2 separate regions of the Zea mays genome follow, and region 1 is linked to region 2. Evidence: chromatin contacts called from public Hi-C data. All regions are on one chromosome and are shown on one strand. The core of a region is the stretch at or near the end of the contact, and the rest is flanking DNA. Distances in the headings are between cores, read along the strand shown. Region 1 holds the start of LOC100276728. Region 2 holds the start of LOC103637402 (alpha/beta-Hydrolases superfamily protein).

The links. A called contact is a pair of places that touch in the nucleus more often than the background predicts.
Region 1: a contact with region 2 is called in a Hi-C map of tassel, with 2.3 times the contacts expected there. The contact joins the promoter of LOC100276728 here to the promoter of LOC103637402 in region 2. A contact is called at or near these places in 4 of 25 Hi-C or Micro-C datasets (ear, leaf and tassel).

What each region holds. Positions count from the first base shown.
Region 1 is chr1:83,401,011-83,404,331 of Zm-B73-REFERENCE-NAM-5.0, forward strand. LOC100276728 reads left to right here and starts at 1,533. Exons shown (of 4, transcript NM_001150446.2): 1 at 1,533-1,919; 2 at 2,044-2,305; 3 at 3,271-3,321. The coding sequence starts at 1,785.
Region 2 is chr1:82,838,664-82,842,224 of Zm-B73-REFERENCE-NAM-5.0, forward strand. It overlaps LOC103637402 (alpha/beta-Hydrolases superfamily protein), which reads right to left and starts at 1,574. Exons shown (of 3, transcript XM_008659607.4): 1 at 401-1,574; 2 at 114-313. The coding sequence starts at 1,276.

The DNA of each region.
Region 1 (3,321 bases), core at 283-2,782, 560 kb after region 2:
GGCGAGGCGGAGACTCCTCCTGAGGCCGAGGTCGGGTGAGGACGTGATTCCTCCTGAGGTCGAGGTTGAGGTCGAGCCCTGGGGTCGGGCGAGGCGGAGACCACCTTCCGAGGCCGAGGTTGAGGCCGAGCCTTGGGGTCGGGCGAGGCGGAGTCCTCCTTCTGAGGCCGAGGTTGAGGACAAGCCCTGGGGTCGGGCGAGGCGGAGCTTCCTGTTGCGCCTGAGGCTGATATTGGATGTTGTCAGCCTCACCCTGGCGGGTGGCACAACAGTCGGAGAGGGGCGAGCGGCGTTGTCTTCCTGTTAGGTCGGTCAGTGGGAGGGCGAAGTGACTGCGGTCACTTCGACCTTGCCGACTGAGGCACGTGTGTCAGGATAAGGTGTCAGGCGATCCGCGCATTGAATGCGTCTGCGATACGGTCGGTTGGTGAGGCGATTTGGCCTAGGTTGCTTCACAACGAAGTCTGCCCGAGCTGGGCTTCGGGCGAGTCGAGGGTGCGCCCGTTGCTTGAGGAGGCCCTCGGGCGAGGCGTGAATTCGCCTGGGACTACTGTTATCGCCCGAGGCTGGGCTCGGGCGAGGTGAGATTGCATCCCTTGAGTAGACGAAGCTTTGACCTGAATTGCGCCCATCAGTCTCTGCAGCTTGTGTTGATGGTGGTTACCAGCCGTGTTTAGGAGTGTTGGGGGTACCCCTAATTACGGTACCCGACAGATCCTGACACGTACATGGTTCGCATTCGGTTTGCTTTCTAAAACCGGGTGTGACACATAACCAGATTGAGAATCAAACCCACACTCTATGATTTTTACTCGTGGTCACGCATGTAAAATGTTGATGTTGCCATCCCTATACAACACCACGAGGAAACAAAGCGGCATAGAAATTTAAAGCGTCTTAGTAATTTTTATGGACATGCTATTACCAAAAGATAATGTAAGCTGACTTGGATAGCTCTTATGCATGCGTTTTATCCCTTCCATAGAACTTTGTTTGTTTTATTTCCATGAAAAGGTTAACTTGTAATGTTATTTGTATTGTATATCTTGATCTTCTTCTATATTTAAATTTGTAGTAGATCTCTACTATTATAATATGAGAATAATTGTGTGTCCTCCCCTCACGCAGGCGAACGCTACCTCTCCCCTTCACTCTATTTAAAAAAAATGCACGCCAAATTTGTTGTCTACCATTGTACTGTGAAACTGCTTGTGTCACAAGAAGCTTTTAAATATATACTAATAATTTAAAAGCAAAAAAATATAATCATGCTTTATTAAATATTTATTTAAATATAATTTATATGATATATATAAATCGCAGCAACATACAACCAAACTAACTATTATCTTTTATGTATCTTCGGTCAAATCTAGATCGCTATAGATGTGGTGGTGTTTAGCACTTGAGAGCGACAAAAATTATAGCAACGCACTGTTTTTTTTAAATATATGTGCAAGCAAAGAAACCCGTTGAGCGGCCCCAGTCGTCATTGAGTCCAGCAAGAGCAGATCAACCCGACCGCTTTCTCCACCCCCATTGCCCATTTGCCCCCAAGGCCCCAAGCCCCCAACACGGCAACACCGCACCACGACCACGGACTACCGTCTCCTCTCCTTTCCTCTCCTGCAACTGCAAGCGACCACCCCTCCACCCCCATCCACCCACCCGCCCGCCGACGCTTGGATCCCCTCCCTTGTTTGCCGTGTCCCCGCCCAAACCCCGTAGCCGCCGCCACAGCAATCGCTGCCGCCGCCGCTGGAGGCCGGGCCGTGGGGGCTGAAATGAAGGAGGTGGTGCTCCACGTGTATGACGTGACCAACAGTGACTCCGAGAAGACGAACAACACCATCCTCCAGATCAACCGCATCTTCAAGGACCGCATCGGCCTCGGCGGCATCTTCCACAGCGCCGTCCAGGTAGTGGGCCTGGCTCCCCTCTCCCCCTTCCCTCGCCAATCGCTCAGATCCCAGGGACCGACGCTTGCGTGCCGCTTCTCCAGATCCCTAAATCTCACGCCATTTCTTGAACCCCTCAACGCAGGTCTATGGCGAGGACGAGTGGTCGTTCGGGTTCTGCGAGTCCGGCAGCGGCGTGTTTAGTTGCCCCATAGGCAAGAACCCCATGTACACCTACCGGGAGCGCATCGTCCTCGGGGAGACCGAGTGCGGCATCGCCGCCGTTAACCGGATCCTGCGGGAGCTCAGCCGCGAGTGGCCTGGCCACTCGTACGATCTCCTCTCCAGGAATTGTAACCATTTCTGCGACGTGCTCTGCGAGAGGCTCGGCGTCCCCAAGCTCCCAGGTAAGACCACGGAGGGGCATTCCATGGTTTTTCTTTTTCTGAATGGCGACAACCTGTGCAAGGTGCATCTCATAGTGGCATTATGTACAATTCTCGAGTTGAAAACACACGCACTATGTCCTCGAATTGGTAGGAAGATTGCAGGTTCCAATTTACATGGCTATTTACATTCTTGCTAGGAAAAGAATGAACAAACTGAATGAGCGAATGTGTAAACTGAACATTGCTGAAGCATGTGTTTGCTACCGCTGAAGTATTGAGCAATTTAACTGGTGTTATGTGATTATCACACTTGAAGCTTTGATAATAGGGGGTTCATGTATGAAACTCAGTGCTGCTAGCTTTAAGACTCAACTTTGGAGCATAAGACCATGTACAACACAGACGTTTAGCAGGCTCTTAGAGTCAGTTTCATTGTTTTCCTTGTGATTGTGGAACTGAGCACAAGCGCATTGCAGGTGTTGCCCCTTGATGAGTTTTTTGATGGCTGCCTTGAAACTTACATGCTAGGTGGATGTCTCCCAAGAACAGTAATTAGCTCAATTATTACATTACCTCTGCTAAACCGTTTAGTCTGCATTTGAGACAAGGCTCTTTTATGTGTGCTTAATGATTCATGTCCTAATGCGCCAACTTTTGTGACAATTTGAGGAGGTTTAGATTCCTAGGTCAAGTCTTTGCCTGACATTTCTGATCATACAACAACAACAAAACCTTTTAGTGCCAAGCAACATAGGGTAGTCTAGAGTTCAAAGTTCGAAACTGAACAAAAGCCACATATCAAGGTCCAGATACGTGGATAGCTGATTTTGTTTTGCTCCTATTCAAGGCTAACAACATTCATGATCATAATGTTGAATTATTGAATTTTTATCTATGTTGCTAGCACCAGAGGCCTAGCATGATTGTGTTTCTTAGGTTTGAAATGCCATGAACTTACTCTTTTATTCTGTCTAACCTTGCAGGTTGGGTGAATCGCTTTGCCAATGCCGGTGATACTGCTGTGGTTGTTGCTG
Region 2 (3,561 bases), core at 324-2,823:
TATTATTATTATTATTATTATTATTATTATTATTATTATTATTATTATTATTATTATTATTATTATTATTATTATTATTATTATTATTTCATCCACGTACGCGAGCGACGTACCTGTAGAGGGTGAAGACGCGGAAGGCGAGCTCCCAGAGGCGGTGGTGCTTGCAGAGCACGATGCTGACGGTGCGGCTGAGGTGCTCGTACCAGCAGGCCACGGAGGCGCCGAACGCGATGGCCGGCCACACCCGCCGCGGCGCCACCGTCCGCAGCACGTACTGCGTGCCGACCTCCCCGCGCGGCACCGGGAAGTACGGCTGCATTAGCGCTAGCGCTAGCGTCAGAGAGAGAGAGACAGAGAGAGCGCACGCGGAATGAGATGATGTCGAGAACACTACACGTACCGGCGCGACGAGCGTGAGGGACTTGACCGCGGCGGGGTACCTGACGGCGAGCGCGAGCGCGAGGATGGAGCCCAGCGAGTGCGCCACGATGTGGAAGGACTTGACCCCGTGGCGCTCGATCACGGACCGCTCGATCATCTCCACGTGCTCCCGCAGCGTGTACAGCGAGTCCGCCGGCTTGGGGCTGCGGCCGAACCCCAGGAGGTCCACGGCGAACAGCCGCCGCCGGGACCGCGCCTCGGGGCTCACGTGCGGGAGCACCGTCTGGGTCCAGAACCCCGACGACGAGATGAAGCCGTGGATGAACAGCACGTCCTCCTCCGTCGCCACGCCGCCGTCGCCAGCTGGTGGCGCCTCGACGTGCACGAAGAGGCGGCCCGTGTCCGCCGGGTTGCAGTTGGCGCAGTGGCAGTCGGACCAGCGCGGCGACGGGTACTTGTTGCTGCCGTCTCCGCCGGCCTTGCCCCGCAGCATCATCTGCACGATGGGGGCGGAGTGCACGGTGACCCCCGCCGCCGCGCGCCGCGGGGAGGAAAACGCCGCCCCCGCGACCGCGAGCACGGAGCGGCGGCGCGCGTACAGCGTGTCGGAGATGTCCTCGAGGTGCAGCCTGGTGGCGGACAGCATGCTGACCACCTTGGAGCCTCCCCGCTCCGACACGACGATCTTCCCACCTGCGGGGCCCGACGACGACGCCGGGGACGGGCGCGCGCAGTAGCAGGGCCGCCACGCGCCCTCCGCCACGTAGTCCGCCACCCTGTACGCCACGCACAGCAGCGCCTCCAGCGCGTCCAGCAGCAGGAACACCACGAAGCTCACGGCCTCGTTCGCCGCACGGCCGGCGGACGCCAATGCCGACCGCGCCGCGGCGCCCATATCGATCCACGCCGCCGCCGCCGCCGCCAGGAAGGCTCTAGCAGCGCAGGGAAGGTGGTGGCGGACCGGTGGTAAAAGGAGCAGAGGTTGCAGCGCAGCGAGCGGTGCGTGGCGAGTGAGTGAGAGTGAATTGATGGTGCTCCCGCATTAAAGCGCAGGGGTTGGTGGTAGTTGAACTGACACGGCCAACTGGTGCGCGCACCGCGCAAGGCTTGGCTTGGGCTCTGGACTGGAGCAGCGGGTAGCGCGGGCGGGCAGGCAGGCAGGCAGGCAGCCCGCCCAAGCTCAGCTCAGAGGCCATTCATAGCATAGGTAGACGGCCAGACGGTCCTTGCTTCCGTCTACGGGAGTCTAGAATGTGTTGCTGCCTGGTAGTAAAACGCAAGAAAGAAAAAATTAATGTTGAAATCAGAAACCATTGTTTCACTTGGTAAACTTGCCATGGCAAGATTCTTTACAGTACAGTACTCCTTTTTCCTCCTTGGAATTGGAATCCAACAAGTCAATGGAAACAACGAGACAGCGAGAGCACACGCGCGCCATTATTTTTGTTGTTCTGAGCCATTGTTGTTGGCGTCGCCGTTGACGCTCGGCCCTGATCGGCGGTCACGAAGCGCCATCGGACAGGACTCTTTCAAGGTACGTATATAATACGAAAACATGCACTATATACAGATGGAAATGATGTTTTTTTTCTGTTGCCACGTGTTCTGAACTTCTGACGGTATTCACACGTACGCACGCTCCGAATCTCCGAACCGGCTGCCCGATCGGTGTCCGCAAGGCACCACCTGCAAACAGGTGTGCTAATGGATCGCAATCCAAATATTTTTTCGTAAAATAATAGAGGTCTAAATAATTTTTAGTTTAAAAATAAATAGAAATATGGTCCAATCCTAAAATGGTCTAATCCTTAAATCTTTTAGTTTTAGAAGCTATAAAATCGAAAAGAATTAGAAGGGTTAGATTCCCCTTCTTATTTAATTTTAAATAAGAAAGAGAATCAAGTCCATCCAATCCCCCGGTTTTCTCGCTCCCAAACTAAAATTTAGAATTTATTGTTATTTCTAACTACACGCAAGCTATTTGCCACGTCTGCAATTCTGTTTTCTCGGGATATACGGGCTCCAAATACGATTCTCAAGTAGTACTCGCAGCCAGAATGCATACGCGCGTTTTTTTTGAAAGAGGGGAACGTGGCCGAACATTTGCAGGAGCGTTCCGTAGTTCGCACATGGCTTTGTAGTGTGTGCGGTGTAGCTGCATGCTGGACCGGAGGATCACCCTTGTTCTTGTTCACCTAGGCGTCTAGCTAGCACGTTGCTGCTCGCACTAGCCAATATCGGATTCGTCTACGTCCGTATATCTGGAAAAAAATTCGCGACTCAACACCATGCATCAACTGTCCTTGTTTAGATCACTACAACAGCTACAGTCATTTTCGGCGGCTTCTGGCCGCCAAAAAAAACCGGCGGCCAGTGTCTGGCCGCCGAAAATAACTTATTTTCGGCGGCTGGCTACCTGGCCGCCGAAAATAACAGTTTATTTTCGGCGGCTAGCCAGTCAGCCGCCAGAAATAACAACTGCCGAAAATAAAATACCTATTTTCAACGGCTAGAGGGGCCGCCGAAAATTACTAATTTCAGAGCAAAAAAAAAAAATGAAAAAAAATGCGAAAAATAACAGAATTTCATACAAAATTCATACAATAACAGAAATTCCATACAATCACAGAAAATTCATACTTGAGTTCACAACATAAAACTTGAGTCCATACAAATATAAAGTCCACAAATAGTCCATACAAACATAAAGTCCACAAAATAGTTCATTACAACACAGTGCGACACAAAGCTAACTTAATCACACATTGGGGTCGTTGGAGTTGTGTCCACTACCTCCAGAAGCCAATAACTGGTCGACGAAGTCGTGTAACGGGGTTGGATCCTAAAAAAAAGATGACATTAATAACGGCATTGGTTACATGTATAACGACTATTCAAACAAATTGTTTCTCAAACTAACCTCTCCTGCATAAGCTCCCTCCCCTGCATAAGCTCCTGGTGCTGGTATGACCGGTGGTGGCGTGTTGTGGCCCATGACCCCGGATCCCTACAAAATCAAGTTTAGTAAAGATTTGACAATTAGGTTGATACAAACGACAAGTCTTAACTAAATTGAATAACCTGAGGTGGAGGTGGAGGTGGCGGAGCATGTAATCCCCACTGAGGCATCGGCGGCTGAAATTGAGGGAAAACAAATGGTTGCTGTTGTGCCTGCTGTGG